Regions from separate parts of the Mus musculus genome. Here regions 2, 3, 4, 5 and 6 are each linked to region 1. The links are chromatin contacts, called in public Hi-C, HiChIP or PLAC-seq, Micro-C and promoter capture Hi-C maps. All regions are on one chromosome and are shown on one strand. The core of a region is the stretch at or near the end of the contact, and the rest is flanking DNA. Distances in the headings are between cores, read along the strand shown. Region 1 holds the start of Slc1a2 (solute carrier family 1 (glial high affinity glutamate transporter), member 2). Region 2 holds the start of Ldlrad3 (low density lipoprotein receptor class A domain containing 3). Region 3 has its middle 44 kb from the start of Apip. Region 4 overlaps Pdhx (pyruvate dehydrogenase complex, component X). Region 5 overlaps Pdhx (pyruvate dehydrogenase complex, component X). Region 6 holds the start of Trim44 (tripartite motif-containing 44).

What was found. Promoter capture Hi-C pulls out the DNA fragments that hold promoters and counts their contacts. A called contact is a pair of places that touch in the nucleus more often than the background predicts. HiChIP or PLAC-seq counts read pairs in DNA pulled down with a chosen protein or histone mark.
Region 2: a contact with region 1 is called in a Micro-C map of embryonic stem cells, with 2.5 times the contacts expected there. The contact joins the promoter of Ldlrad3 here to the promoter of Slc1a2 in region 1. A contact is called at or near these places in 4 of 39 promoter capture datasets (the SN4741 cell line, cranial neural crest, hippocampal neurons and 1 more) and 1 of 484 Hi-C or Micro-C datasets (embryonic stem cells).
Region 3: a contact with region 1 is called in a promoter capture Hi-C map of pre-B cells, with 5 times the contacts expected there. The contact joins the enhancer-like site here to the promoter of Slc1a2 in region 1. A contact is called at or near these places in 11 of 39 promoter capture datasets (the C10 cell line, the HPC-7 cell line, cranial neural crest and 6 more), 1 of 484 Hi-C or Micro-C datasets (bone marrow-derived macrophages), 3 of 115 datasets of contacts at active chromatin or transcription factors (SST interneurons, bone marrow-derived macrophages and stem cell-derived neural progenitor cells) and 1 of 9 other capture datasets (liver).
Region 4: a Hi-C map of bone marrow-derived macrophages shows a contact between it and region 1, with 20 read pairs. The contact joins the enhancer-like site here to the promoter of Slc1a2 in region 1. A contact is called at or near these places in 11 of 39 promoter capture datasets (3T3-L1-derived adipocytes, the C10 cell line, cranial neural crest and 7 more), 1 of 15 datasets of contacts at CTCF or cohesin (CD8 T cells), 14 of 484 Hi-C or Micro-C datasets (CD4 T cells, DN2 thymocytes, the G1E-ER4 cell line and 11 more), 9 of 115 datasets of contacts at active chromatin or transcription factors (VIP interneurons, bone marrow-derived macrophages, embryonic basal ganglia and 6 more) and 3 of 9 other capture datasets (adipose tissue, liver and pancreatic islet).
Region 5: a contact with region 1 is called in an H3K4me3 HiChIP or PLAC-seq map of bone marrow-derived macrophages, with 5 times the contacts expected there. The contact joins the enhancer-like site here to the promoter of Slc1a2 in region 1. A contact is called at or near these places in 20 of 39 promoter capture datasets (the 3T3-L1 cell line, 3T3-L1-derived adipocytes, the C10 cell line and 13 more), 1 of 484 Hi-C or Micro-C datasets (bone marrow-derived macrophages), 12 of 115 datasets of contacts at active chromatin or transcription factors (bone marrow-derived macrophages, craniofacial prominence, embryonic basal ganglia and 8 more) and 4 of 9 other capture datasets (adipose tissue, embryonic stem cells, liver and 1 more).
Region 6: a Hi-C map of cerebral cortex shows a contact between it and region 1, with 2.2 times the contacts expected there. The contact joins the promoter of Trim44 here to the promoter of Slc1a2 in region 1. A contact is called at or near these places in 3 of 39 promoter capture datasets (the 3T3-L1 cell line, embryonic stem cells and hippocampal neurons), 2 of 484 Hi-C or Micro-C datasets (cerebral cortex and embryonic stem cells) and 1 of 115 datasets of contacts at active chromatin or transcription factors (pancreatic cancer cells).

The regions. Positions count from the first base shown.
Region 1 is chr2:102,656,171-102,661,349 of GRCm38.p6, forward strand. It overlaps Slc1a2 (solute carrier family 1 (glial high affinity glutamate transporter), member 2), which reads left to right and starts at 2,519. Exons shown (of 11, transcript NM_001077514.4): 1 at 2,519-3,131. The coding sequence starts at 3,115. It overlaps LOC115489466 (a long non-coding RNA gene), which reads left to right and starts at 3,138. Exons shown (of 2, transcript XR_003953884.1): 1 at 3,138-5,179.
Region 2 is chr2:102,183,353-102,188,531 of GRCm38.p6, forward strand. Ldlrad3 (low density lipoprotein receptor class A domain containing 3) reads right to left here and starts at 3,108. Exons shown (of 6, transcript NM_178886.3): 1 at 2,928-3,108. The coding sequence starts at 2,973.
Region 3 is chr2:103,115,042-103,120,220 of GRCm38.p6, forward strand. No RefSeq gene overlaps it. Among named protein-coding and RNA genes, the nearest start is that of Apip, 44 kb to the left of the region's middle. Within about 2 kb of position 2,315, at least 22 of the 459 cell types and tissues checked have an H3K27ac peak or open chromatin away from gene starts, as enhancers often do.
Region 4 is chr2:103,056,590-103,061,768 of GRCm38.p6, forward strand. Pdhx (pyruvate dehydrogenase complex, component X) reads right to left here. Exons shown (of 11, transcript NM_175094.5): 2 at 1,908-1,988. Among named protein-coding and RNA genes, the nearest start is that of Pdhx, 14 kb to the right of the region's middle. Within about 2 kb of position 2,817, at least 11 of the 459 cell types and tissues checked have an H3K27ac peak or open chromatin away from gene starts, as enhancers often do. A contact at or near this core is called in bone marrow-derived macrophages, where this site is marked.
Region 5 is chr2:103,016,588-103,021,766 of GRCm38.p6, forward strand. It overlaps Pdhx (pyruvate dehydrogenase complex, component X), which reads right to left. Exons shown (of 11, transcript NM_175094.5): 11 at 4,468-5,179. Among named protein-coding and RNA genes, the nearest start is that of Pdhx, 54 kb to the right of the region's middle. Within about 2 kb of position 2,699, at least 38 of the 459 cell types and tissues checked have an H3K27ac peak or open chromatin away from gene starts, as enhancers often do. A contact at or near this core is called in the HPC-7 cell line, bone marrow-derived macrophages, embryonic basal ganglia and 1 more, where this site is marked.
Region 6 is chr2:102,398,531-102,403,709 of GRCm38.p6, forward strand. It overlaps Trim44 (tripartite motif-containing 44), which reads right to left and starts at 2,370. Exons shown (of 5, transcript NM_020267.2): 1 at 1,483-2,370. The coding sequence starts at 2,154.

The sequences.
Region 1 (5,179 bases), core at 1,269-3,768:
GAATGCAAATGTTTCTCTAACACAGCAGGTGGTGTCAGGACACCCAGATACAACCATTTACATGGAAGGTTGCAAGGCAGAATGACTATACCTATCTAATCCCAAGTATTTAATGAGTCAATCACCTGAATCCTCCAAGGTTCTCACCATGGAAAACATAATTAAGAATAATTTTCAATGCAATGAGTTTGTTTTTAATAGAAACCCTTTTATTGCCTTCCTTCCCCCATCCTTTAACTTGTTTTGCATTGGGGCATAAGGATCCTGCTGCTAGCTGGTGAATGGCGCAGCTGAGCCCTCTGGGGCTCTGTGGATGCTGAGGGGTTGCTATTATATAGCAGTTCATTTAGGCTCTGCGTAAAGGAGATGCTGGCAACAGAGGAGCTCCTGGGGTTCTTAGTACCCAGCCTATGAGAGAGTCTTGTGGCTTTGTTCTCCAGCTGCCACTTCCCAAGAAAAGCAAGGAAAACCCCTAAATAGTCAGTGACAATCTTAGGTACAAAGTCACAATCTACAGGGTTGTGATGTCAAGGCCACTACCAAATTTCAAAACACCAGTTTTATTCACACACATTTTTTTCTTTTCTTTTAGGGAAAGTTAAAAGCCCAAGCATGAAGGGATAATTAAAGATTTTATTTCTGATTTATCAAAACCCTTTTTAATTTTAATTTTTGTATTTCGTGTCTGTGCACTGGGAGCAATGCACATGCAGGAACCTGTGGAGGTCAGAAGAAGGTGTCAGATAGCCTGGAAAGGGGGTGGCAGAGACAGGTATGAGCTGCCAAGTGGGTGCTAAGAATCTAACCAAGAGCCTCTTCAAGGGCCATCTCTCCAAATCAGAGTCAGGTTCCTTAAGCTGAAGGGAACACAGAGCTGGTCAACGTAATTGGCAGACAAGAACAAACAAACAAACAAACAAACAGACAAACAAAAAACAAAAAACACAAAAATCTCCAAAACAAAAATAAAAACAAAAAACAAAACAAGCAAACAAAAACAGGACAGGAGAGCTAACCTTGGCTAACCCCACCCCACATTCTTCTCCTCGTTTCTTTCATGTGCCTAGTCTTCCTTTGCCCAGGAAACAACCCTCCAAAGATCCCCTAAAGTTAACGGAACTTTCTTTTTCTTCTTTTGGTTTCTGAAGCATGAGCTTACTCTGTAGCCCACACCTGTCTCAAACATGAGAACATCCTACCCCAGCCTGCTAGGCACCGGCATTCCAAGCATACAGCACCACAGCTGGTTTAACAGAACAGGTTTTGAATGCAGTTCATTCAGTTACTTATTGAGAACGAAGGTGACCCCTCCAGTTTGCCACGCATGCAAAGAAGCGAAGATGTGGAGCATGGATGAGAAAGCCTCTGGGCTAGAATCCTGGAGGGGAAAAGAAGGAGAAAAGAAACTAGAATGCTGGAGTTCTGAGATGCTGCTCAGAGGAGCCTAGCAGGTCCCAAGTGACCTGCTCACACCTTTTGACATCTTTGTTTACACTTTTAAACCTCTCAGTAGAGTCTGTTTAATTCTTATCTGGGCCCTGCAGAGGTGATAGGTTTGAGTCCCAATGTCCAGCAGAGGAAAAGAAGGTTTTGCCTTTTAGGTGGCCACGGGGTCAGCAGGTGGAGGACCTGTAGGTGTCTGGTGTGTCCCAGTCCTCGAGATAATAAAAGCTGAGCAGAACTTGTCATTATTATGCAAAGCTGGGCAGGAGGCTTGGACTCTCCCTCGCAGAAGGCAGAAGCCCATCTGTCTTTGCACGCCTCCCCCCACGCTCAGAGGCCTGCTGAGAACTGAGCCCTGGGTGGGTGAAGGAGATGCGTCTCCAGCCCTTGGCCCTGGCGTGTGTGTGTGTGTGTGTGTGTGTGTGTGTGTGTGTGTGTGTGTGTGAGAGAGAGAGAGAGAGAGAGAGAGAGAGAGAGAGAGAGAGAGAGAGAGGGAGAGAGAGAGAGAGAAATTATGGCATCCCTCACACCCTGCTCGCCCTCGGGGAACCACATTAATATTAATCTAGACGAATGATTGAATGTCCGGGATTTATTCGGGCCCGGGTAAAGAAGGACCCGCAGCTGGGTCGCGTTTCCTTCCGGTCACCTGAGTGTTTCTGCAGCTCAGATTCAGTGGGACTTCTACTCTCAGAAGTGGTAGGATGTGGGTGGGTGTGCCGGCCTGTGTGATGTGAGCCCGAGCAGATGTCCAGGGAGTGATGGGGAGTGCCAAGGCTTCTCCAAGGATTGGGGACGGAGGGGCATCCCGGGTCTCAGCGCTTGGCCCAGCACAGGGTGACCCAGGGCCACTCAGACTCGAGAGGAAACAATAGCGACTCCTTAGACCCTGGGATCCTGCCACTGGCTTTCCAAAGCCTTCCCGGACTACCGGCGGTGCCTTTTTTTTTTTTTTTTTTTTTTTCTAATTTATGACTGGAGGCTGGTGGGGGAGGGACAACAGAAAAGGGACAACGTCTAAAGATGGGGGGCAGGGGCGACAGTTAAAGAAGTCGCCCCAGGCTGCGGCGCGGGTGATGTCAGCTCTGGACAAAAATAGAGAGGGATCGCCTGCAAATCCCCAGCTCCGGCTGGGCTAAACCTTGCAATCCCTCTTCGGCCGGCGCCGAGCCAGGGCGCAGCGGCCTCTACCGCCTCCCCCGGCGCGCACACACCAGCACACGCGCACGCACGCACACACTCCCCCGCACTCGCACTCCCGGTCTTCCCCATCCCGCTCGGTGCCGGCCACTCCTGGTACCGGTCTGCCCCGCGGCGAAGCACACAGACACGCACACACACAGGTGGCTGCTGGGAAGCGGGGAGTGTGTTCCTGCAGCCCTGCGGCCAGCGCGACCTCGCAGCAGCCGGTGCAGGATCCCCGCAGCGCCCCTCGGAGCGCTGGCCGCGAGCCGCTCACGGGACCGCGCGCGGTGGAAAGCCGGGACGTGGATTAGCGCCCGCAGCAGCCTCCCGCGCGCGCCGAGGCGCTAAAGGGCTTACCCAGGAGGGGGGTGCGAGGGCGGAGAGAGGCTGCCCGTTAAATACCGCTCTCCGCCGCACTCCGGGCTCACCCAGCTCGCCGCCACCGTCTCCAGACCGTGCCCGGGAGGAGGGGGCGTTCCCCACGCCATGGCATCAACAGAGGGGTGAGAGCTTTTCTGGGTGCCCATGGGGAAGAGGGAGCCGCGCGCGGGGTGGTGCTGCCCTATCCCAGATGGGGACAGAGAACTGTGACCCTGGACCCCTGAAACCCTAGCAGAGCGCTGGAGGTGGTGGGAAAGGGGTCTGGTTTCTTTGGTAGACTAGCTGTCTTTTGAGGACCGGGAGGATTTAACGGAAAGGGGTGAAAAAGTGTGAAAAGAAACCGTGGAGGTTACTTCAGAGATTTAAAGACAATAAAGAATTGTCCACGGAGCCTGCAGGAAACACTGCCTGGGCTGCAAGGAGGGGACCAGTTGGAATGAATGAGCCAGGATCAGAGCCGGGGCGGGGCGAAGAGAAGCGCACAGCCTTGAATGCTAGCTTTGGGCGCGCACGGGTGTGTGTGTGTGTGTGTGTGTGTGTGTGTGTGTGTGTGTGTGTGGGGTGATGATGGCAAGACCCCAGCCCAAGAGGTCTTTGCCTTTGGATATTAGAATTTCCCTGGCGAGCTGCAAGGAAGAGTGGAAGAGATTTGGGTGCTTCCCGAGAGGAGGGAAGGAAACCTGTAGCTTGGAGCAAGAGTTTCCAAACTATCTGGACTATCACTGGCATTTTTATTTTGCCTGTGGCCTTGGAGGCGCCCCTCGCCTCTTGAGGCTGCAGTTGGCATGATGATCATTTCTGTGGTAGGACAACTGTATTTAGCAAGGGGAGAGTATGGGGGATGCACAAGTCCCTTGAATACTCATTCCAAGGTATCCTGGTCCTGTCTCCCAAATGCACTTCTCAGGCTTCCCGGAGCCTAGAACAGAATAAAAATAATAACTAGGGACCCCAGCTTTTGGGCTACTTCACAAATGGCACTAGCTGCTTTGGAGAGATCGGTGAACCTACATGTGACCTCAAAAGCAAGTATGAGGGTCTTCTCGGGACTGTATACTCGAGTCCTTGGTTCTGGCATTTTCTGGGGGCATGTTTAATAGAAATCAAACTCCGCCAACTTTCGGTGAGGTGGTGGGTGGTGAGTGGAAAGATGGTGTTTAAAGCCAGACATCGAGATTCCAACCTCAGACAAAGAAAATACGTCTAAATCTGCCCATCTTCATCCAAGAGAAAGAACCTATTCATCTATTTCTCTCATCCCACGAATCTTTCCAAACATGCCTCGCATCTTGTCTGACATAAAATTTCTTCACATTGCTTATTTACCAGTGTGGACCTTTGGAGTGGTTACTTATCAGAAAAGGTGCTCTACTTTGGTGCTTGTGTGCAAGGAAGGCAGTATCATGTGCTCAAACATATCTCTAGAATTACATATTAGGAGCCCACATGACTTAACATCAGCACACTTCTGTGTTTGGTTTTAAAGGCTTTCATCTTAGAATGGGTATAAAGGTATTTCAGGCTATCTACAGGACCCTTCCTGAATTATTTCTGCCTTTAGAGTCTCAGTTGGAAAACATCTTTGAAAAATATTGTCTTCCAAATGCTGCAACCAACTTATTGTCGATTCTGGTGGCCAGAGGGGAAAAGAGAGGACAACAAACACCCCCAAACTCCATCCATGGCTGCCAAATGGTTTGACATTCAGAGTAAAGCAGGTGCGATTTTCAGGACTGAAACCATTACTAGTCCAGCTAGTGCCACCTTTGTGCATTGTGCAAGGTTAGGAAATGATTGTCAAAGGAACTTGTATTTAAGAGATGAAAGAATTGGAAAAAAAAATCTAAAAACCGGAAACAAATGTAGAAAAATATATTATTTAGGGGCAGTCATCAGTCAGCTGGAAACATTCTGGAAACCCTTCTTTTCTCCCAGAAGCCTTTGCAGAGTCTCTGTTCAGTAGAATGGACCTGCTGGGCTCTCTGGTCGAGATAAAGAGGCAGAAATAGCCTTGGAGAGGGCTTTCTGAAGGCTGTCTCAGTGGAGACTTTTAGTACTAAATTGTTCTCCTGAGTTGGTGAGATCTGTTGGCCCCTTCTGATATCTTTGGGTAATGCACCTTGTAACAGAAACCCAGGAAGCATCTCCAGGATGGTCTCTTTTGTCAGCC
Region 2 (5,179 bases), core at 1,858-4,357, 470 kb before region 1:
AGTCCCCTAACCTCCCTATGCAAAAGGACAAGGCTTTTTTATACAGTATCATCAAATCGCATAATTTCCTGATCCAAAATTCTCAACTGTTTCAGAACTGTTGGACTTAAGAATGCCCCACTTAGCCACGGGCACTTCCCTAGCTAGAGTGAAGCCCTCCTTTATTCCCAACATCACAGGAATAGGGTGGGTGGGTCCTGTAATCTCAGTACTTGAGCAAGTTTCAGGAAGATAGCCTCAACTACATATCTAGCTCAAGGATAATAGTTAGAGGCCAGCCTGGGTTACAGAAACTCTTCATCAATAAACCAAAACAGAAACAGCAACAGCCAAACAGCGGTGGCAACACACAAGCCCACTACTAACTTAACCCTGCATAGGGTAGGGTTTAAGACCAGGAATTAACCAACTTGCCATCTACCATTCAAATCTCCATCTGCTTCCTCCTCCACAGAAATTAAATGCTCGATCTAGTGGGCTATCAGGAAAACCAAAAACCAAAACAAAAGCCACCTCACACCCCAGGAGGGAGCCCCAAAGACAATCCTTTGAAGATGAAAAGGAACAAGGTGTGTTTATTTGTACTTCTGAGCAGTCTCATCTACCCCGTTGGGTGGGGCTAGGCTAGGCTAGGCTAGGCTAGACTACTTGCAACTACTCAACTAGTTAAAAAAAAATAAACAAAACCCACCCACAGCTCAGGCCGAGAAGCAGATTCTTCAAGAAGAAAGGTTAATAGGCACACTGCTTCTAGTAGGAGGAAGGGAAACCAAGCCTCTTCCCTGAGATGTTCAGGGGTCTTACCAAAAGCTAGCCAGAGAAGGAGAGGATGCAGCAACCAACCACTCATTTTCACACCCGCTTTAGAATTATCTAAAGACTCACACACTTAAGCCCACCACGTGCAGCATCCAGGTGCCAGAAAATGGGGCATCAGACAACGTGATGTAACTCTGAAGTGATCTGCGCTGCCAGACAGGATACATGAGAAAATAGTAACAGCCACAATCTTAAAGGCCCAAGTCTTGGACTTAATACTCAACTCAGAGCCCAGGTTTCCTCTACAGGAAACCTTCCAAAGTCCTGGGCTCTACAACCTCTCTGGTATTAGCAACTTCTCAGGGAAGGATTGAGGACTAGGAAGGGAGATGTTGGCTCAACAACCAACCCTTGTTTCCTACAACACTTGGTTCAAGACATAGTTCACACTTAAAAGATGATCCTTAGTGTAACAGGGAAAGGCTTCAAGCCACCTAAAGGTCCTAAAGCAAGTTCAGTAATCCAAAGCCACAGCTAACTTCAGCCAAGGAACACTGGCGGTCCCTCCCCTACCCCAACTATGGCTCACGGTGACTACTGCACTTCCTTGCTCTATGGTATACGTCCACAGGCATATTAAATAACCATTGCTGAAAGGGAGAAACATATAATTTTTTGTGAACTCAACTCATGCGACCCAGTACAACAAGAAGATGTGATAATTAGTGTCCACTGGTCCTAAGCAGAGAACACACAGAGGAGCCAGCTGGGGTGTTACCAAGGGACATGCCATTGCTATGTGAATTAAATGTGTGAATCCGGGCAGATCTTCATGTCTGAGATGCCCTGGAACTGAGCCTGCTCTAACAACCTCCAAATAACTTGCACCTGCTTATAGCTGCCTAATTCACTTTGCCCTCCCTTCCTTCTCCACAACCCCCTCCCCCCAATCCCCATAACTCCAGACAAACAGAACACAAACCCTCAGTCTTGGTTTTAAAAAAAACCTACAGCAGCCACAGGAGCCTAACCCCTCACTGGAAACTGAGCAAGCCCACAAGACATTTAAATGGAGTCTCAGAGGAGTGGGGATGATGGGGGAGGGGGAGGTCCCGCTGGCCAGTCATTTGAGAGGATGCACAGGACTTGCAACTTCTAGGAAGGGAGGGTTGCTGGACATCTGCAAGGGGTAGCTCAGAAAGGTTTTGACTTCCCTCACAACAAACACAACGCAGCAGCCAAGTTTTCTGGAAGTATTTGGAAAAATCCGACATAAATTAGACGTGTGAATGATACGGCCACAGAGCATGAAATCTTCAGTAAAGAAAGTTCTGTGAGCATCAGCTGCCCAGAAATAAGCATCAGGGGCCAAGGGCGGGCAGAGCTGTGGAGGGGCTGCTGACAGCTGTGGCCAGCGGGCAGAGGCAGAGGGGAAGGGCTCCAAGCTGGAATTCGGAGCGTGCCCACATCAGCAGAAAAGTTCCTGGGAACAGCACTCTGTCTGGGAGGGACCCTGCGGGTCTCAGGATGCACGCGCTCTGAGATGCAGGGACCAACGGCCGTTAGAGGAAGCCCCGGTCCTCTTTTCCTTCCCTGCTCCCTGAAGGTTAAGGCATCTTCGACAGACGACAGAAGTAAAAGATCTGCTCCCAGGATGAACGAATGATTTCCATGTCCATTCCCTACTGCATCTCGCTATTCCCAAACCAGACACGGTCCAGGGAAGAAGAGAAAGGAAGCTGGGATGCAGATGCGGGGAGAGCGTAGATGGGAAACTGAGGCAGAAAAGTGTATGTTAAAGGCTGAGGGAATCCGGGAAGACCCGAAATCAAGAGTGGAGTCCTCTCCTTTCCCTCCTCGGTTCCCAGCACACAGAGCCACACTCGAACTACGCCCAATCCGGGCGGCCGCCCGGCTCTAGGGAGCCGGCGCCGCACAAAGCTCCGCCCGCGCACACACACGACAACAGCACCCGGTGCGCCGGCCCACACAATAGCGCGGCGCGCGCCCCGCCGCGGCCCCTCGCGGGGTCCCGGCCAGCCCGGCGCCGAGGTCCGCCCTTCGCGCACACCCACGCCCGCAGCCCAGGCCCGCGCGCGGAGCAGGGACGATCGAGGCAGCCCCCGCGCCCGGCGCTCGGTGAAGCGCGTCACGCGCCCCCCACTCACCCGCAGTGCTGCTCAGCAGCAGGCACAGCGGCCCCAGCAGCCACATGGCGCGGCCGCCGCTCCGCTGCCCAGCGACGTTGCTGCCCCGCGGCCTCGGTCAGACCCCGCCTCTCGGCGCCGGCCACGCCCTCTCGCCGGCCCAGCCACGCCCCCGCCCTCCCAGGCCAGAGAGCTCAGCCAAGTTCTGCACGCTCACAGTTGAATGTGGCCGCCTGAGCTCTCCTCCACGGTCCAGGTTACAAAGGTCCGGCGGATCCAGTTTTTGCTGCCTCAGGGGTCAAATTGCGAGGAATTCTTAACTGCCCCGGCTCTTCTCTCGGCCGGTTTCCCTTTCTTCCTGCATCCTGCGGGGATGAGAGAGTCACCATCTCCCCAGAGCCTAGATGGAAGAAAAAAGTTTGAAGAACCGGTTCTTAGGAGAAAACTTTTTTTCATTGTTGACAGTGAAATACGACCGTTGCTTCTCAAACTCCAAAATGTATCAGGCAGGCTTGGCGACCCCGTTATAAAGCTCACTTCCACTCAACAGGTCTGCATTTCTAATAAACTGGGGGGGGTGATTCTCAGGATGGTAGTTCCTGGAGCCACTGGAGGAGCAGAGAAGACATTTCATCCTGAGATCTAAGAACACTGAGGAGAGTTTTAAATCCCCAAAACTTTATGCATTTTCCATTGTTTGGGCATTATACACTGTTTTTTAAGGAAAGCCTATTATCATGGAGCTGAGGAAATGACTTAGCAGTTGAGAGCAATTGACCTTCTCTGGTTAGACCTTCAAATGAGCCCCCAGCCCCAGAGGAAGCCATGATTGCCTTAAGTCCATGTGCTCCTCTAAGCTGCATCTAGGTTACTAACCAAAAGACTGAGTGCATTCACTGGGTTATTGCTTTCACCAAAAAGTCTTTTGTTACAAGGCGATAACATTACTATTCATGGCATTACAGCAAACACTGACCAGAACAGCTGAATCTCACTTAGCATCCTCCAGAAAGCTGCAGGAGGATGGCACTAGTCTGCTTCAGGCATGGCACTCTCATGGTCACACTTTACCTTTACAACAACCTCTGAAGACAGACAGTAATGTTTCTGTGACACAAATGAAGTCTCTGAGGCTCAAAAAAAAGAAAAAAAAAAAAAGAAAAGAAAGGAAGGAAGGAAGGGAAAACATTCTCAACAGCCACACATCGTTACTTACCACCGTGAACAAGCCCAGTTCAGAAGACCATAAGACACAGAACTTATCTGCAGCTTCAAAGATGATGTGGCCACTGGATCTGAGCTATGATCATGGAAATGCTCAATAAACAAAAGTTAATTTCAGCGTTTAATACAATTCTACTCCCAGGAAAAGATTTCTGGGTTGCAGCTCCCACTCCCCAAAGCCACTGAGCCTGAGAGTTTTCCCTGCTGGAAATTAAAGTCATTCTTTAGCTGTTGCTGAGTGTGTGTGTGTGTGTGTGTGTGTGTGGTGCATGCATGTGGGTATGTGAGCGTAGTGTGGTGTGCGAGTGTATGTGTGTGAGTGTGTGTGTAAGTATGTGTGTGTGAGAGAATGTGTGTAAGCATGTGTGTATTGTGAGAGAGAGAGAGAGTGTGTGTGCATGTGTGTGTGGAGAGAGAGTGAGAAAACACATGTGTTTAAATTGTCAAGCTAACACTGCTGGGAAATGACTTCTTGTAATTCACATTTAATGTAGTCATAGGATTTCAGGAGAGAAATTGTCTTATGTCTGTTAACAAATATTTTGCACTATCCAAAATGATAGAAATTTTACCTTCCACTTTTTAAAAAATTATATATTTATATATATATATATACATACATACATGTGTATATATATTGTATTATATCTATATATGTGCGTGTATGTATATATATGTATATATGTATATATATATCTTCAGACACACCAGAAGAGGGCATCAGATCCCATTACAGATGATAGGGAGCCACATGTGGTTGCTGGGAACTGATCTCAGGACCTCTGAAAGAGCAGTCAGTGCTCTTATCTGATGAGCCATCTCTCCACCCCAGCCCCTTACCCTTCCCTTTGTATGACTCGAAATTTGTTATTTATTTTATATTGCTCCTTGAATGAAGTTGTATGTCCCCTTAACAATGTAATTTCTCACACCTGTGGCCAGTCCTGAAACCAAAGAACAAGTACAGGAGTAGGGGCAGTAACCTGCAGTTTATCAAGAGAATAACCCCTTGCACAGTTTTGTCATAGATATATTTCTACTTTTTCTTT
Region 3 (5,179 bases), core at 1,065-3,564, 460 kb after region 1:
TAATCTCAATGGCTCAGGTCATACTCTACAAGCCAGGAGTGAGGGCTCTGAAGTCAGGCCAAATCTTGCTTCTGTTATGTATTTGCTCTCTGACCTTGAACTTCAGTGTCCTCTTTGAGGACACTGTACAATGAAGTTAAAAGGAGCATCCAGGAGGACTTCTTTGAGAATTAAATAAGCTAATACTTGCAAAAGCTTTCAATGGTGCCTCTGCTAGAACAGTGCCAGACACACAAAAATGTGCCCATAAAGAGCTCGGTCAGTGGCAGGCTCAGCAACAGCGTTGCCCTCCGAGAGGCAGTGGGACCTGGTTTAGCTGTCCCTCTAGTCCTTGGATGTTTTAGAACACAGGGTCAAACTACAGCACCTAACACAGAACAGTTCTGTTCAATAAATAAATAATTGTTTTAGAAAGGAATTTCTAAGGCCCCCATTTTAGTTAAAAGATTAACATAAATATGTAAAACAGATTTAAGAAAAGTCTCCAAAACAACAACAAAGGAATGTATGTTGTCTCTAACATAAGCAAATACAAAGTCTGTGTTGAATTGTTAAGAAAATCCAGAGGAAGATAAGTAGAGTAGAATTAAAAAGAGGTTCATGGGCAGGTTTTTATTACAGATATAAGGTAGAGAAAGAATGGAGATGGCAGAATCACTAAGAGTATTCCAGAAGGAGAAAATAACTCCCAGCAGGGGCTCCTTGGAGATTCCTGGATCTTAGGCCACTTCACTCACAGTCTTACCAAACAGACTGAAATGTGCACCCACATACAATGTAACTCTGGTACAAAATATTTTCTACCTTGGCTTTTGAAATGATTCTTATGATAGTAACTCCTTTGATTCATAATTGTTTACAATTTTTATGTAATTATATTTCTAAATATGAAATTACTTTAATTATTTGATAATTAGCTAATGACTTCTTTCAGCAATCACTAGGCACCCATGAGAAATTTTAAATTAAAAAAATGCATCCACAAATTGTTTTTAACTATAATGGGTTGTTTGTGAATATTAAATTTAATAACTAATGAAGTTGATGTTATAACCTGTAGCTGTGTCCCTTCATATTTGAAGTTCATATATCACAATGTTCAATGAAAACTAAGCATTTCTTTGTTTCCTTTCCTCTTTGGGTCTTGAAATGCTCTTGAGTTTTCACAGAGACACTCGGCCCGCAGAGCCATGATCACAGGTAAGGAGGCAGCCAGACTCCTCAAAGGCCTGGAGGCAAGTGCAATCAAGTTTTACGCTGAATATGGCAAACTCATTGTCTTTGCTGAAGGCAAGAATCTATGTGGAGGATTAGTTGGATACATACTTCTTAAGGGAACCAGCTGTCTTTATAAGTAAAGGCCTGTTACAAGAACAAACAAACCTATTTAGGCTGGAGAGTGTAGGGGACACATTACCTGTTCTCATCACTTGCCAAGAACACCATGCCCTCATTTCAGCTCAACTCCAGACACCAAGGCTGGGATCTAAAATACTTTTTTCTAGCTGGGTAAAATTCACAGTAGTGAATGCCTGTCATCCCAGCAATGGAGAGGCTGAGAAGGAAGATTCTGAATTCAAGGCCTGTCTGGGCTACATAGCAAGACTCTGTTTCAAATAACAACAACACATATAAATATATTAAATATAATATCTCAAATAGTATTATATATAAAACATAACACATATATGACCAGAAAGCTAGTTCTCACATCTTCTACAAGATAAATATTCAAACATTTCAAAGTCACTTAGAAACTTCTCTTTCTCCTCCTTTTATCACTGGGTGAGACATTGCTTGTCATTATCAGTATCTTTGGCACCAGGGTTGAAAAAGTCACTTCTCAGGTTCTTGGAAGAGAATATCCACATGGAATATCAGACTTGGACATATCATCAGTTTTGGTAGGAACATATGCATATATTGCTATGATGAGAGAATCAGGTAGGTATTTTGCCCACCTTTAAGGGCACCCATTTGTATGATGTTCCCTGGAGTTCTATAAATTTGCAAACCCAAAGCCATGCTTGTACTCTCTTTCCAGAGAAATGAGGAAAACAGCCCAGGCAAAAAGAAAGCATTTGTATGTTCTATTAAGTCACAGGTAAGCCGCAAACAGTCTAAAACCTGCAACTGATTTCATGCCCAATTCTTGCTACACCTAAGATTTGCATAACCCAGTGCTAGGGAGATTTGGGGGGAAAACCAGAATTCCAGCCCTGAAACCAAGCCAAGCTTCCAATGACTAGAGACTGGGAAAGCTGCCTTTTTCCCGATCTTTAGTTTCTGTTTCCCAGTGGCATGTAAAGGACAGGCGTGCTCTGTTCTGCAGCCCCGGAACCTACTCGTCGTGATTAAGCCATTATCTGTGAGGACTGTGTAAGGGCTGGCAGGAGTTTAGCTCACAGTCAATGTCTTGTGATTTGGATAATGAAACCCAGCCTCTTCTTCAATTATTTACCTCATCAATTGTGAGCATTCTCAAGCCAGTGGTTTTACTTAAGTGCACATCTATAAGACTGACATTGCTGTGAAATCCTTTCAATGCCCTCAGAATGAAGACTTCTTGCCCACACCTAAACAGCAACTCACTAAAAACAATGAATAGCATTTCATAATCAGAGTGGGTGTACTTCACCTAACCAATGTGTAAATAAAGGAGTAGCTGGGTGAGACCAGAGGGGCCTCTCCAGAAAGCTCACCCCACCACCACCACCACCACCACCACCACCACCACCATGTCCTGGGATACTGTGTGGAACACAACAAGTACTTGGCTTGAATCAAGAGAAAGACAAAGGAATTACTTTCTTTTTCTGGTGGTCACCCAGGTCCAGAGAGATGGGATGGGTGGAACTTCATAGCTATTCCTGAATCCAGTCCTCCTCCTACAGTCCCCAAACAAAACCAAATCAATCATACACACACACACACACACACACACACACACACACACACACACACACAGACACACACACACACACACTCACACACACACACAGACACACACACACACTCACACACACACTCACACACACACTCACACACACAGACCCAGACACACACACAGACACACACACACACACAGACACACATACACACACACACACACACACACACACACACACACACACACACACAGCCTCAAAAATTAAGAGACAATAAATGTTGCGCTTGGGTCTTGGGTCTTGCCTTCTGGCTTACCTTGGTGTGGAAGCTCAGTAAATCATTATCGACTCAGGGAGCAAAACCACACAGACCCAATGAGACAAAGGAAAACAGGTACCTGGCAAGGGGGAGGAAAAAGAATGATTATAAACACTGTAATATTAACAATTCAAATGTCAGCAGCTATAGCAGGGCTTCCTTTAACAAAGGCGTTCCACCCTAGCCAATTCTGCCTGCCCTGCAAGGCTTTCTGTGAATGCTCGGATGATGTCCCACAGGATTTGCAAACAGCCCTGGCCTCTCTGTTGCTGTCTCATTCTCTCTGCCTTCCCAGACAATTCCAGAATCTGGGCCAAGGCTGTGTCTCTCTTTACTGGAAGATTTGCTAACTCAAAAGGAACCTAATTAACACTGTGTTCCTAATTGAGCATTATGTCCTTGAGCAAGTGACTTGGCCTCTTCGGGGCCTACCAAATGGAGATAATAATAGGACTTTGTTCACAGGGCGTTTAGAATGTCCTGAGATCATACACTTATTTCTCCCCTGTATAAAATACTTTACCAAGGACCTGTATGTTGTATGCACTGTTCTAGATGTAAATACAAAAAAGATACAAAGCTCTGACTACACAGACTAAAATTCCAGTGGGGAAGACAGACAAAAACCAACAAAAGAATCATGTTGGATGGTGATACATTCTAAAATGTGTAAAGTCTGATTATGGCACAGAGGATGACAGGCAGCTGGTTTGCAATAGGATAATTATAAAAGTCATCTTCGAGGAGGAGGAGGCATGTAATCAAAGGTCTGACAGCTTAACTGGGACATCTCTATCACTTTCCAGGCTCTCAGCTCCCAGATGCTGATGGGCCACAAGCTTAGAAATACGGGAGGTACTGTGTTTTACTCTTCAAATGTCCCTCTAAACAACATCTTGCTTTATTTTTAAATATTTAGTTGACACTTACTTAATTTTTTAATTCACTTATTATGGATTATGGAGTAGGGTTGTGGGCATGGCCAAGGACCATGACAAACATAGGGAGGTCAGAGAATAACTTTCGAGAGTCACCTCTTTGGTTCCTTCCTTGCACTGTGTGAGTGCTGGGGATCAAACTCCACTTGTCAGCCTATCCTGCAATCGCCTTTGCCTGCTGTGCAGGCATATTGCCAGCCATGACTAAGCAACATTTTAAGGCATCATTATCGTATCTCATTAACACAATTCTTCATGCTGCCTTACGACTTAGAGGATGGCCCAAAGATGGGTCTCTTGATTGTTGGTCTATTAAGCCCACAAATAACCGGTTAGTACCTCAGAGTGGTAACAGTATACTCTTTACAGTGAAGCCACTGTCTTTTCTGGGATCATCCAGGAAGGAAGTAATGAAAGGGAAGGGCAGTGTATTTAGTAGATGCCACCTCAACTCACTCAGCAGCGTAATTCTCCAGCTGCTGGGAAGGCAACACATGGATGACATCCCAGAATAATCTCAAACTACTCCCGAACCAGTGAGCCCTCCCATGAGCAGTTCACTAGAAGGCTAGTTTTTCTAAAGCATTTGTTTTACACATTGGTTCCATGTTCAGATTCTTGGGGAAACATTGTGAACTTAATTTCTTTGCTAGAGATTTGCAGCCTTAAGTAACCCATTAAATTAAAAGGCCTGAGAAATTCTGTAACCCGGAAATCTAATGAAGCTTAGTCACTCCAAACTGCCTTGTCTCCAGATCCCTTCTTTTTTTGTTGACATTTGTTAACCTGAACTTTTCAAAATGCTACAAGAAAGGAAGGCAGAAAAATGGAACCACCTCACCGCATTTAAAAACTCTAGAATCTTCAAAACAGCATTGGGAGTGGGCTCTCAGAAAACAGAAGATGACTGGCTGGATGTAGCTCCCATCAGTTGTTGTCAATAGCTTATACTCAGACATCTGTGAAAAGTATTTCTGTGTCAAGTATCACGTGACCTTATGCGAAGGTTTCAGCATTCCTTTCCAAAGAACTTA
Region 4 (5,179 bases), core at 1,567-4,066, 400 kb after region 1:
TGTTTTTGGAGCTCCTTCAGCTAGACTCTATTAGGCATTTATAAGCAAATATATTGACATTTAAAATAGCTTTACCAGCAACTAGATATATGTTCACCTATTTCAATTTGACTCAACATTAGGGCACTTTCACATTTTAAATTTGTTTTAAGATCACTCAAAATATGTATTTGTCCTATGTCAAAGAGAAAAATAAATCTATATTCAGAGACATCCACCCTTTCTGTCTCCCCATTCTGTCCTCTCCATTACAACCACTGCCATTTTTAAGCTTTTCTCTTATCCCTTTCTGGGTGCTGATTCCATGGTCTTTCACCTGCTAAGCAAGTGCTCTCCCACTGACTCTACCTACAGCCCTTGGCTACTGAGGCCTGGGCCTCTTTACTCTACCATTGTCTCTACCCTGCTATTTTTCACTGAACATCTCTCCACATTAACAGGAGATACTGCTCACTTCTTTATAGTTACAGACGTTTTAAAAGTTAACCAACAGCACCCAGCTCATGCTGACCAGCATCTGGGCTGCCTCCATTTTCTGCTAAACAGGCAATAAACAGCCTCACAAGTGGTGCTTTCTGTCTTATTTTTACCAGTGTATCACTGGGACATTTAGACTACTTTGCACTCTGAGTCTTTGAGAGCACTCACTTCCACCACTCCATCCATTAGTCAACTGGTCAAACGTCTACATTTCTGTCCATGATATTGAAACACAATGTTTTATATAAATAGTACTTGTTTGCTAGTGTTTTTTAGATTAAATATCTTTTCCCTCTATATTGAAGAGTCATTCCGAATCTTTTTTCCGTAACTTACCTGTCATATATTGATTTTTTTAGGAATAATCAGTCATGCTTTATGGTACATGCTACAAATACTGTTTTTTTCAGTTTATCACTAGATTCTTTTTATTTGGCTTGCCATCTTTTCTGTTATATAAATTTATTACTATCGTTATTACTTTGTCTTATGTGTACGTGTTTGACATGTACATATGCACGTATACAGCGTGTGTGCCTAGTGCCCATGGTGGCCAGGAGAAAGTGCTAGATCCCCAGAACTGCAGTTACTGGCAGTTGTGAGCTACCATCTGGGTACTGGGACTCAAACCCGGATCTCCTGGAAGAGTCAGTACGCTTAACTGCTGAGCAGTTTCTCAAGCTCTACGAAAACTTTTTCATCAAATTTAACACTTACTGCCTTCTTGACTATAGATTCTGAGAGGCAGAGAATTCATTACACTGTCAGCTATATAAGAATCTATCAAGCTTTTTCCTAGTACTTGTGACAAATGTTTTTATTTTTATACAGTATCTGACTTATTGATAATTTAGTCTTGGCACAACACAAACAATGAATATAATACTGTGTGTTTTCACACTTAAAACATCCATGAGTATTTACTGCTCCATTTTCTATTCAGTTCCACCAGTCTGTGTTTTGAAGCACCTACCGCAGATTTAACTGTAGAGGCTTAGGGCCCAGTAAGTAGCAAGCCAGTCCTCCGCTGTTGCTGTTGTTTCTTTTTTAAGAGTGCCCCTTATATTCTTTCTTATTTATTTGTCCTTTCTATTGGAAGCACTTTCCTGGCTCCAGGAACATATGCAGACACAGACACACACAATAAGGTTTTAAGTTAAGCAGCATGAGAATGATTTTGAACCTAAAAGCCACAAAAAAGAACTAAAAGTTGGAAGGGAAAGCCTTGAAGAGTTCACCATTATGTGACAGTGAAAAGAGTCTGATATACCAATATGGTAAGTGTTTATTCACACAAATCTACACCAACTAGCAAAGAAACACATCTGCTTCCTTCCTATCATGCATTACGTAAACTACATGGTGCAACAGGAACCAAATGATCAAGTCATCCAGCAGGGAAGAACATCAGGAACACAGCTGCTCACCTTCCTTTCTCAGCCATTTCACAATGTTCCCTTGCTCCATCGTAGGAGACAGTGATGGCATTAGGACCTTAATAGGATCCGCTGAAATTAAAAACAGAAAAGATTAACCAAACAGGCACACAAAAATGCTACATACTCACATTCACATACCAACACAAATATTACACACACACAAATACTACACTATACATACATTCATACTACACACACTCATGTACTAACACACACATACAATGTCCCTCACAATCTATTGAAAAAGGACACACCAAAAGTATACTGCAAATTGGAAATGAAGTGACTACGGAAAAACAAAACATTAATACTTAAATAACTTAAATATTTAGAATACTTTCAGATCCCTTTTCATGGCTAAAAGACACAGAACAAAAACAAGATAGGGCTCTAATATCCTATAGCATAACAATCAGGATCAGATCTAATAACTTAACTTCTAATCCTATGCTATTCAATGTACAACTGTATTGGGCAGGAAAACCTAGGAGTTAAGCAGACCTTAGATCCCAATAGGTGCTATAAAAACATCCCCTTGACTCAGGAGACCTCCAGGAAAGCATAGTTAAGAAACTACTTTCTCCTTAGGTACCTAAAGGGCACACTATACAACCATCCAGCATCCTTCCCAAGAGGCTTCACTGTTTAGGGCCTCACTGGAAATGCGTGAGTCTTTTACATTACAACTTATATAAAAGTTATTCTGGCAGAATGCCAGAGCAACAAATGCCATCCCCAGAAGTCATCAATGGAATGTCTTTGTCCTAAAGGACTCTCAGAGGTCTGTGGCACAGGCTGCACCCATTGCAAACATGAGGAGGACACATTATGCTTGCCATCTCTTTGTTAATGTTACAGGGTTAAAAGCAAGAGCATCTCACACACGTTTAAGGAAGTCAGATATTTATTTCCTTTTGGAAACCAACTGAGTTTACTGTAGTTTCAAGTGGAAAATGCCTATGGCCTCATAATAAAGGCATTTTCAGTCCTTTCAAGTATACAATAGTCACAGGAAAACTCTCTGCTCTTCACTTCTCTCTGAAAGACCAGAAATAGCACTTATACAATGTCTTCATTTCTTTAAAAAATAATTTTTTTGTTAGTGGAAAATGTGTGTCTTCTCAGGTCTTCCATGGTCTGGGTGCTAATCAATTTCCTTCCAAAGGAAGGTCTGCAGGTCCAATTCTTTCTGTTCCAATCACTAAGGTTCTGTAGGATTGAGGCAGCAATTCACACACAACCTCTCACCCACAACCAAAAGGACCAAAGTCTAATAAATACAGGGCTGGATTGAGAAGTCCACCCACAGATGTCCATGGATATTAAGGCATTCCCCATTCCAATCAAGCCATCAGTGTTTAGACTCTACCTACTCATTTGATCTCTAGTCACCTGACTTTCAGTTGGCATCAGTCTTAAAAAGCTAGAAAAGTAGAATGGCCACTTGTAATGGCTCAACAATGAGAGTCTAAACTACATGTCCTAGTATAGCATTCACATTTTCAATCAAAAGACTGTAGTTCAGACCTCCTGCCTAACTTAAGGCTAGCTTCTACTATGCTATGGTACTTTGTGTCTCTGTGTACCTTAATGTCCATTAAATGCAACTCATCAATTAATTACTGGTTACTGGTAGCCTAGGGATCAACCACAACAAACCAGACGGATCAACCACAGATGTATCAACTCCACATGAATATATTTTATAAGTCTAACAAAATACCTAATATACCTTTACCTCGGGTATATAGAACTGCAGCATTAAGAAAGCACTTTTACAAATGATGATGAGTGTTTCAAATGCACTAGAGAGCAGTTAATCTCAAGCTATCTCAAGAGAACAGATATAAATATGTGCTGGAGAGCTAGTGAGCTAGCTTAGTACGTCACTTGCTGCTCTTCCAGAGGACCAGGGTTTGAGTCCCAAACTCACATGATATCTTATAACAATGTGTAACTCTAGTTCCAGAATATTGAGGAGCTCTTCTGGCCTCTGAGGTACAAGCATAAATGTGGTACACAGACATACATGCAGTTAGAACTTCTATACATTCAAAATAAAGTAAATAATTTTAATTTTAAAAATGAGGGGAAAACAGATTCAATGGGTCTCCTAACTCCTAAGTTATCAGCAAAGAGGCTGGAGAACAGAGGCATTCCGCTCGTGTCTACTCTGGCTTTCATTAACTATCACCAATAATCTCATTTAATTCCAAACTGAAGTCTAGTTAAAATAAACTACAACTACAAAACAGCTCTAAAAGTGTTTTTCTTAGTCAAACTAATCTTTGTGCACTAAAAGAATTAGGATTCTAGATAGGTAGAAATGATGCAAAGGTCTTTGTACCACCTCAATACACTGTTATCTATGAGGAGACCATCAAAGTCTTAATTAAATCAAGTGGACGTAGGGGAGCCTACTTAGAGCAAACACACATACACATGGTACAATTCCAAACTGCAATGATTGGACTCTTGTAGTTATGAAAATTTTCGGCACGTGTTCAGAAGTTAATACACGACACACATTTTCAAGTAATAAAATGAGCTTTTAAATCTCGGATTGTGATGGAGCTGATTACTGCTTTTCATGGCTTACTAAACAAATGAAGACAACTGCTAAGGAATGCTTATCAAGTGCAACTCTCAACAGTTATTTTTTAAACTCATAGAGACAAATGTGTTTAGGACGGCAACAAACTCTTACTCCTAAACAGATAAGAAGCCAGCCTCAATCTAAAAGCTCAGCTTTTTAAAAAGTCTCAATATGTTGCTGTTATTAAAAAGCTCAAGCCTTGCATTATGAGAAAGAACATGTCATGACCACACATATGTTAATCTACCACATAGAATTGCACTTCAGAGAGGTGAAATAAAAGGACACAGTGCTCCCACAATCCCATCTCCATTTGTGACAAATATTAAATCAGTTCTCTCAAATAGACTCTCCTGTATTTTTACATTTGGCTCAGATGCCATTGTATGATTCATATTATCAATCTCCTGTGATAATCTCTCCACCAAGAGACCTTCACATTTGCATTACTCCTGACATTAAAGACTGTATTATGAAATGTCTGCATTTAGGAAGCATTATTTTCCAAAGTACAACATCAAGACCTCCAAAATTTTTATTTTAAACGTAAAACAAATCGTAACCACTCTTCACACCCTTTACTGGAATTGCTTCCCTGAATGATGACAATAAAATCTAAAAACCCTGCAGTAGATCACTGTCCTTACTCTCCATGAAGGTGACA
Region 5 (5,179 bases), core at 1,449-3,948, 360 kb after region 1:
TTAAATTTATGTTTTAATTACTTTTCCTTCTGGAGACAGAACAGGATGGTACCTACTGTGAGACCCAGATTGGCCTGCAAGTCATGATCCTCTTGCCACCTCTTCCCGAATGCTGCATGCTATTCTGTCTGGATGAGTTTGTTTGCTGTTACTCTCCTCTTGTTGTCCAGGATGGTCTCTAATATGTGCACTCCAGTGATCTTCCCGCATCTGTTCCTCTGCAGCTGGGACCACACACAAGTACCATCGGCTTATCGATATATTTTATTCCTAGAGGCACCAAGCCCTAAATCAATGGTTCTCAAACTGTGGGTCATAGATCCTTTGGGGATCACAATTCAGATATCATGCATATCAGATATTTATATTATGATTCATAACAGTAGCAGGAGTAAAGTTATTAAATAGCAATGAAGTAACTTCATGGTTGGGGGTTGGTCACAACCTAATAAAATGTCGCAGCATTAGGAAGATTAAGAACTACCTCCTTAAATGTTTTACGCTTCAGTTTTATTAAGGCTGTCACTGGGAGTTATATGTAAGTCATGACTCTTGATTTTAGTACTTCACAGATGTATTTTTAATGGAAACAAACCAAAAATCCCTCAGTACCTCATGTGCAATCTAACCAGGACACAGAAAGGAACTACAAAGAAAATACGAGCCAAGTGTACATGTTTTTATTTGTATGTTGTACTTAAACTTTTTATAGGTCTCACTGTACATGAAGTGACATCGCTGAAGAACTTCAGTAGAACGAGCTCAGCCAATGTCCACCTGAGAATGTTGTGTGTAATGTTGTTAAAGCTTTGTACCACATGGATATAGGCTCAATCCCAGATGCAGCTCTTAGAGCTTAGCTCAGTTCATGTAGTCTCTGAGTCTGTACACGTTATCTAAGACTATAAAGGAGGGCTGCTATAAAGCAAGATACACCTCCCACACAGAACTGAAGAGATGATGTAAGATAAGCAGTTGCCACACAGAGGATCTTTCCCCTCCTCCATAGATAAGAATTATTAAGACACAGGATAAGCTTACTGCCAAAAGCCTAGTAATTTTAAACTAGGCTGACACTAGGCAGAAAATACTCCTCCTGATGAGCAAGCATGCAGATTAAATGAATTCTTAGAAAAGGATGTTCCCACAGAGCAGAAGCTAAGGCACTGGGAGGGGTGATCATCTACCAAGCTCTATCCTGTAGCTTCCTGATAAGTAGTATTCTCTGCCAAGCGGACTGAGGGGCCACGGATAGAAAGTAAGTGGGGCCAAGAGGTGGTGGTGCACACCTTTAATCCCAGCACTAGGGAGGCAGAGGTAGGTAGATCTGAGTTTGAGGTCTGCCTGGTCTACAAAGGGAGTTCCTGGATAACCAGGGCTACATACATTGAGACCCTATACAAAGTTTAAGTGTAACATACACATAAAAACTTAACCTTGTGTCCAGTTTATGCTTTATAAAGGCTTGACTAATGTGTATCTCATTTGGCCACAACAGACAAATCTTTAAAGATCTACTTGTCTGTGACAAGAATAACTATGAATCTCATAAAGAAAAAAATTTAAATACATTTAGATGAGAAAATCTTGACTGATCGTCCTAATGTTCTCTCAACTTTTAACAGAAACCTATATTTCCCTTAAACTTATGTCCTTGGTGGTATAGTTTAAATCAAGGAGCATTGACAATACTCACTTTCTCAGAAAGAAAAAGGTGGCTCAGAGTTGGAAAATCAGGGAAGTGACTTCTAATTTGTGAAAATAAACTATATGATCAAAGACACAAACTAACAGTAACTTTCCAAAGTTCATCTGCAAACGACTTTAGCAAATTTCAATTAAGGGTGCTTAAGAAATGGTTCAGTGGTTAGCTGCTCTTGCAAAGGTCCCAAGATCAGTTCTCAGCACTCACATGGCTGCTCACAAGTGCCCGAAACTCCAGTTCCAGGCAATCCAATGGCCTTTTCTGGCCTCTGTGGGCACCAAATATGTTTATCTAAACTATTTTTAATTAAAGAGGCTCCTCATTGTTCTATAACTTAGAAGATAAACTACTTTGTTCCAATTGCCTCCTTCCAAAACCAATGCAGATGCCAGAAAGGCAAATAACCATGCAGAACTATTCAAAATGTCTTTATGAGACGATCACTCTTTTATTTACAAGTTTAGATGTGTCCTGAAACCATGCTACTTGCTGTATCACATATAAGCACCTCACTCCTCTTCAAGTGGCAATAGTGAGCCTCCAGAAACTGTCCTGGAGGGAATTCCACTCATCTTATGGCGCTGTCTCGAAAGCACACGCCTACCTTGCATTCACAACACACATACAGCAGCCTGGCATGGAGGACACACTTCCTTGTCCTTCTTCATTAAAAGCCCTGAGGTAATGGCGATCCAGAGTCAGTCATACTTCAGTTAGTATAAACCCTGCAGCTGTTTCCTGCTGCCCCACATCCTTTGTTGTAACCCACTTGGAATCATGGCCAGATTAATTTTAAAGTCTTTCTGTATTGTTACTCCCTTCTAAAAATCCAGTGCTTCCCATTCATAGCACTTGTTTCAAGTGTAATTTTTAATCTGCATAAGTTCATTTCTTCACTTTGCGAAGGGAGCCCGCGTCCATCATGACACAACCTTGTCATGAGAACAGAATGTCTTTGAAAGCTGAGACCGAAAGCCATGCAGTTTCTCTATTTGGATGACAATATATTAACTCATAGCACCACCTACCTTTCAAAGTAGGGAAACAAGGCTTCTTTTCCAGAACTTATGTTTTGCTTAAACAATTACTGGTAAAGGTAGGTTCAGAGTGCAAATAAGTAAAAAACAAAAGAAAAAGAAAAAGTTCCATTCGATATTATGTGAACACTCTTAACAGTATTTATAAATTACTTGGCAATGTTTCATTCAAGTCTGGTCAGCAGCACCCAGACATTTTTAATGTGACAGAAAATAGTGGACAAACTCATTTTTAGCTACTAAGTAGGAAGTGTAGTTAAAGAAACCAGCCCATTCTGACTAACAGAGGTAACTGTTCATTAATACTTCCATGACTAATGGTTAAACACTAAGATGAATGATGCTTTTCCCTCATAATTCATGCTTAGGTTGTTTTCCTTGTCTCAGTATATTTGCCTGTTATAAACAGAGTGTGGTGGTGGACAGTCTTGCTGATGCACACATGGCTCACACCATGTATCCACACTCCTTCAAATCAAGATCATTCCTTGACCTCATGCTGCAATAGGATTATTTCCATAAATGACAATTTGCTTACAGGAATCTAATTGCTAGAGATGCTAGAGGAATTATTTTTGATCAAACGGGGAAAGCTTCTACACTGCTTATTAACTATCACAGAAACCATGAGAGGGAGGCAACTAGGTTTGTGTTGCCCACGAACTGAAATAAATGGCTTCAGATAAACAGTGCCTCTGTCCAAGCTGGATGGGGACCAACCTCCTTTGTAGCTACAGGAAATGGAGGCATTATTGCTAGTGATACCGGCCCACAGAAGACAGAGCGCAAGCAAAGAGCTACTTATGGCTGTCTCATGTTCAAGTCCTCAGATGTCAAAATTAGAAAAGGGGGCTGAGGAGAGGGTTCAGTGGGTAAAAGCACTCGTCATGCAAACCTAACACCCTGAAAGACAGACACCATGACCCTACCTGTTCTTACAGGCAGATGGAGGCAGAGACAAGACAATTACCAGGAGCTAGCCTGGTGTACACAGCAGTGAGCAAGAGATCATACATCAAACAAGGTGGAAAGCAAGAATCCAAGGTTGTTTTCTGCCTTACACACCTGGGAACATGTGTCTATATCCACATCCACACAACACACACTCACACAGTATTAAAAACATTTCAGCCACACTGAACTTGAAAGTAGTGCAAGTGTAAAAGCTATTTTGAAAACGGTGCTTGGTAATAATTTTAAGTTAATCTGACAAAAGTTTGAAGAGTCCATTTTAAAATGGCTTGTTAAAACCGAATAACTGAATTAAATATTTTTCTTAACAAGAGATATACTGGGGCACTAATTATTTCTGAAGGCTCCTTTGTTAGGGCTATAGTTCATCATGTCATACTCAATACAACTTGTACCATGGAGTCTTTTTTCTGGTGATTTATGTCAACTGACACTAAGGAGAAACTTTCTGCAACTGGTGAATTAAATTACCATTCATTACCATCTCATTTAAATATCGTTATCTTGCCAGAGCTGCCAACAGAAAGAAGCAGTTCTAATGTTACTGATAATGAGGGACAATTTGGCTCAGCTGATGGAGTAGATGAGCACTACTTCCCATCTGTTCTCCTTCCTAGGTCTCCTCTCTTGTGAAACAGGATCTCACTCTGTAGCTCTGGCTAGTCTTGAACTCATGGGAACCCTGCCTTAGTCTTCCAAGTACTAAGATTATAGGCGCAAACCACCATGGTGAGCTTGTTTGCCACTCTTCTATTTTGCATGTCATATCAAAGTAGACTAGAATTTTTTTATTTTCTTACATTTGACTGTACAATACAAACTTGATTACAATGCTTCAGCAAACAATACTGTATTTAAAACAATACAAATTTACAATGTATGCTAAGAGAATTTATTTCATTAGATTCCAACTGAGCATGAAAGCTCGCTGCTCAATTTGAGATCAACTGCAGCTTTTCCAGTAAAACACTCTCCCTGCCTCTGTGAGACAGGGCCTCACCGCGTAGCCCAGCTAGCCTCAAAGCGGGCCTCCTTTCTCAATCTCTCTCAAAGGCTGAGGTTATAGGTACAAACCCAGCTGCTCCCCCAACTTTATAAGGTCAGGTCTCTGAACAAACGACTCTTTAGTTTTTCTTCCTCTGTCTTCATTCCTATTGTATCCTTAGAGCTTCACAGTGTCAAAGTTAAAAGACTGGAAATATATCTAGCTAAGACACCTGGCTTTATATACACAAAAGTTTAATAATGTTGTCACAACCCCTAATAAAATGTACTTATATACTAATCCAGAGCAAACTAACTGTACATATTAAATTGTTCAAGTATATCAAGAGCTTATAAAAAATGAGAGGCCCCAATATAGACAGACATCTCTTTGAAGCCCAGTTATAACGTCAATATGATTAAGGGACAGTTCTATATATTTTTTTAATTTTACAATATCATACATTCACAATTATTCCAA
Region 6 (5,179 bases), core at 1,120-3,619, 260 kb before region 1:
GGGTTTGCCACTTTGTTTTTGAGAAAGGAACCTCACATGATAGGCTGACTTCAAACTCGCTAGAGAACTGAGATTGACCCTGAACTCTGATCCTACTGCACTCACCTGTGGAATGCTGGAATTATAGGTATGAGCCACCTTGCTAAGTAACTATTTATAAAAGCAAGAAATTCCAGAAGCTGAAAACAAGTCAGATTTCATGTACACAGTGATTTTTGGCATATCTATAAAATGGAATTCAATACACCAATGAAAAATAAATCACAGGCAGTCAATGAATGAATTGCACAAATGTCTTTAAAAAAAGAAAAACAAACAAACTCAAAACACTGCGTGTCAATAATGTAAAAACCGTAATGTCAATTCAAGTTTAGAGATGCATACAAATGCTGTAAACACAAAGATAACCAAGAAAACTGTTAGTCCAAAGGTCAAGAAAATGGCTACCAAAACACAGTTATAACTGGAGTTATGAAATGTCAATATTACTAATAATAGTAGTCAGTAATACCTCTATTAATTACTAATAATACAATTAGTAATAATAAGTACTAATAATGATTTCTGGTCTGGGTGGAGGTCTCAGGAGTATTTGCTCTGTGATTATTTGTTAAGCTATATATTTTGTACACTTCTGCATGTGTACTTCTCATAATAAAAGTAGGAATAAAGGAAATATTAATACACAGTATTTTCATTATCAAAATAGTAGTTATTTTGAGGCCAGCAGTTGTAAGACTGCATAGGGAAACAAAAGCCATAACAGACGTTTACCAAACACTTATTACTTAATGAACACAGAAAAGCTGTTCTATCAATGTTAGCCATCGCTGTATACATAGAAGGCAACCCAAATGCAATCAATATTTACTAGATGTCTAATGCTGACAAAAACAGGGCCAAGCTGAATACATCCAAATCTAGCCAGTGAACATAAAAGCCTCCATCTCCACACCAATGTAGCCTACCAGCTATACTTGTTTCCTACCAAGTCTCAAACAACAAGGAACCTAAGACAACTCAAGACACACACCACAACACCTGTACCGCCACTTTCCGAGTCTTCTACTAGAGGAACCAGCTCCTTGGTTTTGTCAAAATCACCGTTTCTTTCTCATGTTTTCCAAGTGGGCTGAGTTACCATAGCAAGAGCCCTAAGTCAAAACACTTATCCTAACAACGGTGATCATGTATAGAAATGGGCCTAAATGGCGTCACAGTTCTCAAGGAATGGCCTATCTGAATTCCAGGGAGAAGTAATTTGCAAACTGTCAGAAACTATACTCAAGATTTTCTGTGTTCTTGTATGTTCACAGATGAGAACTGACAACTTGACAATTTCAACCAAAATGGTAGACTAGGCACGGCTTCCAACATGGCGACTCGTCTTGTTGATACATGAAAATGAATGTGGTCACAGCTAGGCTATCTGAAATCGGGGATCCTGTTCCCCTTAGACATGTCTGAATGCCCGATACTCACTCTCAGTTCTTCGAAGGCTTCGTCCAGCGTGGACAGCTGGTGGCCCCGGTGAGCCCCAATGACTGGACACAGGACACAGATGAGCTGCCTATCTTCCTGACAATAGGTGCTCAAATCCAGCCCATGGTCTGGACACTTCCTCTTGGCCACTCTCTCCGCTTCCATCTCTATTTCGGGGTCAAATTCGCTTTCTGCCTCAGTTTCTCCTTCTGCCTCTGATTCCCCTTCTTGGTTGTCTTCCTCCGCCTCGCTCTCCTGCTCATCCTCCATCTCTTCCTCGCTGTCTTCTTCACTCTCCTCGTCACTCTCATCCTCACTGTCTTCCTCGGTCTCGCTCTCTTCTTCCGACTCACTGTCTACCTCCGTCTCGCTCTCTTCTTCCCCGACCTCGCTCTCTACCTCCCCCTCGGCCTCCCCTTTGGCCTCGCCGTCTTCGGGGAGCGCGTCGTCTCCCCCGCTGGCCGGCGGAGTCCAGGCCTGGGCGCCATGGACGTAGGCAGCCAGGCGGTGGCTGAGGAACTTCTGGCGATGCGCGTCGGCGTGGCGGCGGCAGTAGCAGAAGCCGCAGTCGCGGCACACCTCCTCCGCCCCGGGCGCCTCGTCGGGTTCGCACTCGTCACACGTGCCGTCGGGAGGCAGCTCCTCGCAGGCCGCGCCCACTCCGGAGGCCATGTGGCTGCAGGGACGAGGCCGAGGCCTAGCGGCTGGCGTGCTCTCCGCCTTCAGCGCGGAGCGCCTTCCTCACGCAGGCCCGCTTACCCCCGGGGTCTGGCCGGCCGCCCCGCCTGGGCCGCGCCGCTGCGCTGCGCCGCGCCGCGTCTGCAGCTGCTGAGGCCTGAGGGCCCGGCCAGCCGTCAGCGCTGGGCCTGGCGCCCGCTCGGTCTCTTCGCCGCGCGCCGCGCCCGCGCCCCGTCCCTCGCGCGCCACTTCCGGCGCGGCAGCCTGCGCCCCGTCGGCCCCTGCGCCGCGCAACCCGGCCTCCGTTGCCCGGCAAGATCGCGGCCGCCGCGGGCCCACGCCGCCCCGGTTCCACTTTACCCACGCCGTCAGCGGCCTCCTTTCACTTCCTGAGTCACTTAAAGCGGCAAGGACCCTTTTCTGCGTTTTCCCGCGGGGCTGAGCATCCCCCCCGGAAGGAGAAGCTCGAGCGCAATCTCTCCTCGCAGAGCAGGGCGACGGGCCCCGCCTCTCCCACGCCCTCCCTGGAGGTGTCAACCTGACCGAAAACCACTAGCCTGCGGTCCCTGCGGACTTATGTCACTCTGGAGACACTGTCCCCGCCCCATCACAGCCCCCGGATTTTCAAGGGGCCAAGGCCCCAAGGCTCTTTATCACACCGAACCTGCCCGCCTGGGATTTCCATAAAGCCCCCAAAAGGGCTGTGTGTGTTCTTCTAGGCTACTGAGGTCTCAGTCTGACTGAGCAAACACGCAACATTTTTGATCCAAAGCAATACTGTGCCTTGTGTGTTTGCAAAGTCTATTTGCATCCCGGCCTCCTAGGGGTTCAGAATCTCTGAGTAATAGCTGTGTCAGGTGAAGGGAGGTGAGGGGGATCATAGTTTTGAAGTGAGATGCCAACTCCCAGTCACTAACTGGTCACTCTAGATTCCAAGCCGACACCAAGAGAAAGGAAAGCGGTTGATACACATTAAACAATGTTAAAGTGCCCCAGACCGTGCTAGATCTTCTTGTGGTGTTTTCAAAGCCTGATTTTAGAACTTTATCCACTAGAGTCCCCAAATCCTAAGGCCACCACTTAGGTTTGGTAATCATGGACAAATTACTTCATCTTTCTGTTTTAAAAACCACCCCCCCCCAAAGACAACAACAACAAACAAACAAAAAACACCAAACTCTGTAAAATAGAAATAATAGCAATATCTCCTTCGTGGGGATTTGTGGATTAAATGTAAAGGAGTCTGTACAGAAGTGATCAGTAAGCTTTATTAATTTTAGCATAATTTATAATGCTGACAATGACACTTCAAAGGTCATTTCATACCTTAAACATAAGACATTTTTGGTGGGCTGCTGGTAATGTAGCCATCCCCTTCTCTACCATCTATGGTTGTCTCTCCAGTAACAGAAAAAAAAATGTATTTGAGAGAGAAAGGAGGACATTTTGCTCTAGTGGGGCAGAGGAAAGTGGATTACAGAATGGAAAATAGCTAGGCATGTGATGCACACTCTCAAGCACTTGCGAGGCAGAGACCAGTGGGTCTCTTAGTTGGAGGCTAGTACCTTCGACTTAGGGGTTCCAAGACAGCCAAGGAAACATAGATTCTATCTTTGAGAGGAGTGGGGGTGGGGAGAAGGGAAGGAGAAAGAGATGAATGGTCTGATTTCTTTAAATAAGAGTGCTAGGATTTCCAGATCTCCACAAAAACATCAAGGAATGTAGATTAATTGACATTTTAAATAATGTTTGATGTCTCTTAATGTACATTTAATCTCTGTGCAGCTTTTGTTAAATATATTTTTTTAGAAAATTAAGAGTTTTGTTTGTTTGTTTTTCTTTTTAACCTCAGAACAATTCTATAGAATGCTGGAAAAAATAATTTGTTTTGTTCCGATCCTGTGCACATCTCTGTTTTCCATCCACTTATTTCTCAGGAAATGACTTCTATGTCTTCACTCAAAACAGGGATTGATGCCCCATTCTGGAAAAAGAAATTGACCAATGACAACCCAGACTCCTGCATTAGTGGATCTATGAGCAGTGTTAGCTGCTTGGTTACTTCCATCTGGGCTGAGGCTTTAGGAACACAATGGCATTGTATTTACAAAACCTTTGAAATGAATATAAATCTTAAAAGGCATTTTTGACATACACTGACTCAAAACAAAATTAAGAAAAATTGTGGAGAGTGCAACTCAGTTACCTAGCATACAGGTAGGTATGGGGTTCAATACCTAGTACAACAATCCCTTAAAAACACATTTAAGGGTCCCTAGCATCTTTGGTAAGAGGAAGTAACATGTTATCATTATTTCTCTTGGTTCTTCTTAACTCTAACTTAACAAAACACAATGCTGTGATGTTCAGTAATCTTCTGAGCCTTCTATGGAAAAAATCTTAGAGAAGTAGATGAAATATTAAAAAGGGAATTTATAGCCGGGCATGGTGGCGCACGCCTTTAATCCCAGCACTCGGGAGGCAGAGGCAGGCAGATTTCTGAGTTCGAGGCCAGCCTGGTCTACAAAGTGAGCTCCAGGACAGCCAGGGCTATACAGAGAAACCCTGTCTCGAAAAACCAAAAAAAAAAAAAAAAAAAAAAAAAAAAAGGGGGGGGGGACTTATAAAGTCTAGGGACCTAGTTAGTAGATTCTGTAAGGTAATCAGATTCCCTACTACTTTCCATTGAAAGTAGAACCATTCAACTCCCTGGGCGTAGTCTTTAGGAACATCTAGAGATAGCCTTAACATACTAATCTATTACTTCCTGGGAAATTACCTTACAATGTAGAACCTTGATATAACAGACATCAGTTGTCTTACTTCATTTCCATGAGTAAAGAATCCAGGAGTGGCTTAACTATGTGCGACTCTGGCTTAGAAATATAAGCAAGGACGTTGTATAGGCATTTAAAGGCTAATCTGCAAATGTCATAATTACTTGCAAGTGAGCTTGCTCATGTGGCCATTGGGAGGACCTATTTTTCATAGGACCGTTTGACTATCTTAGTAAGCTGAA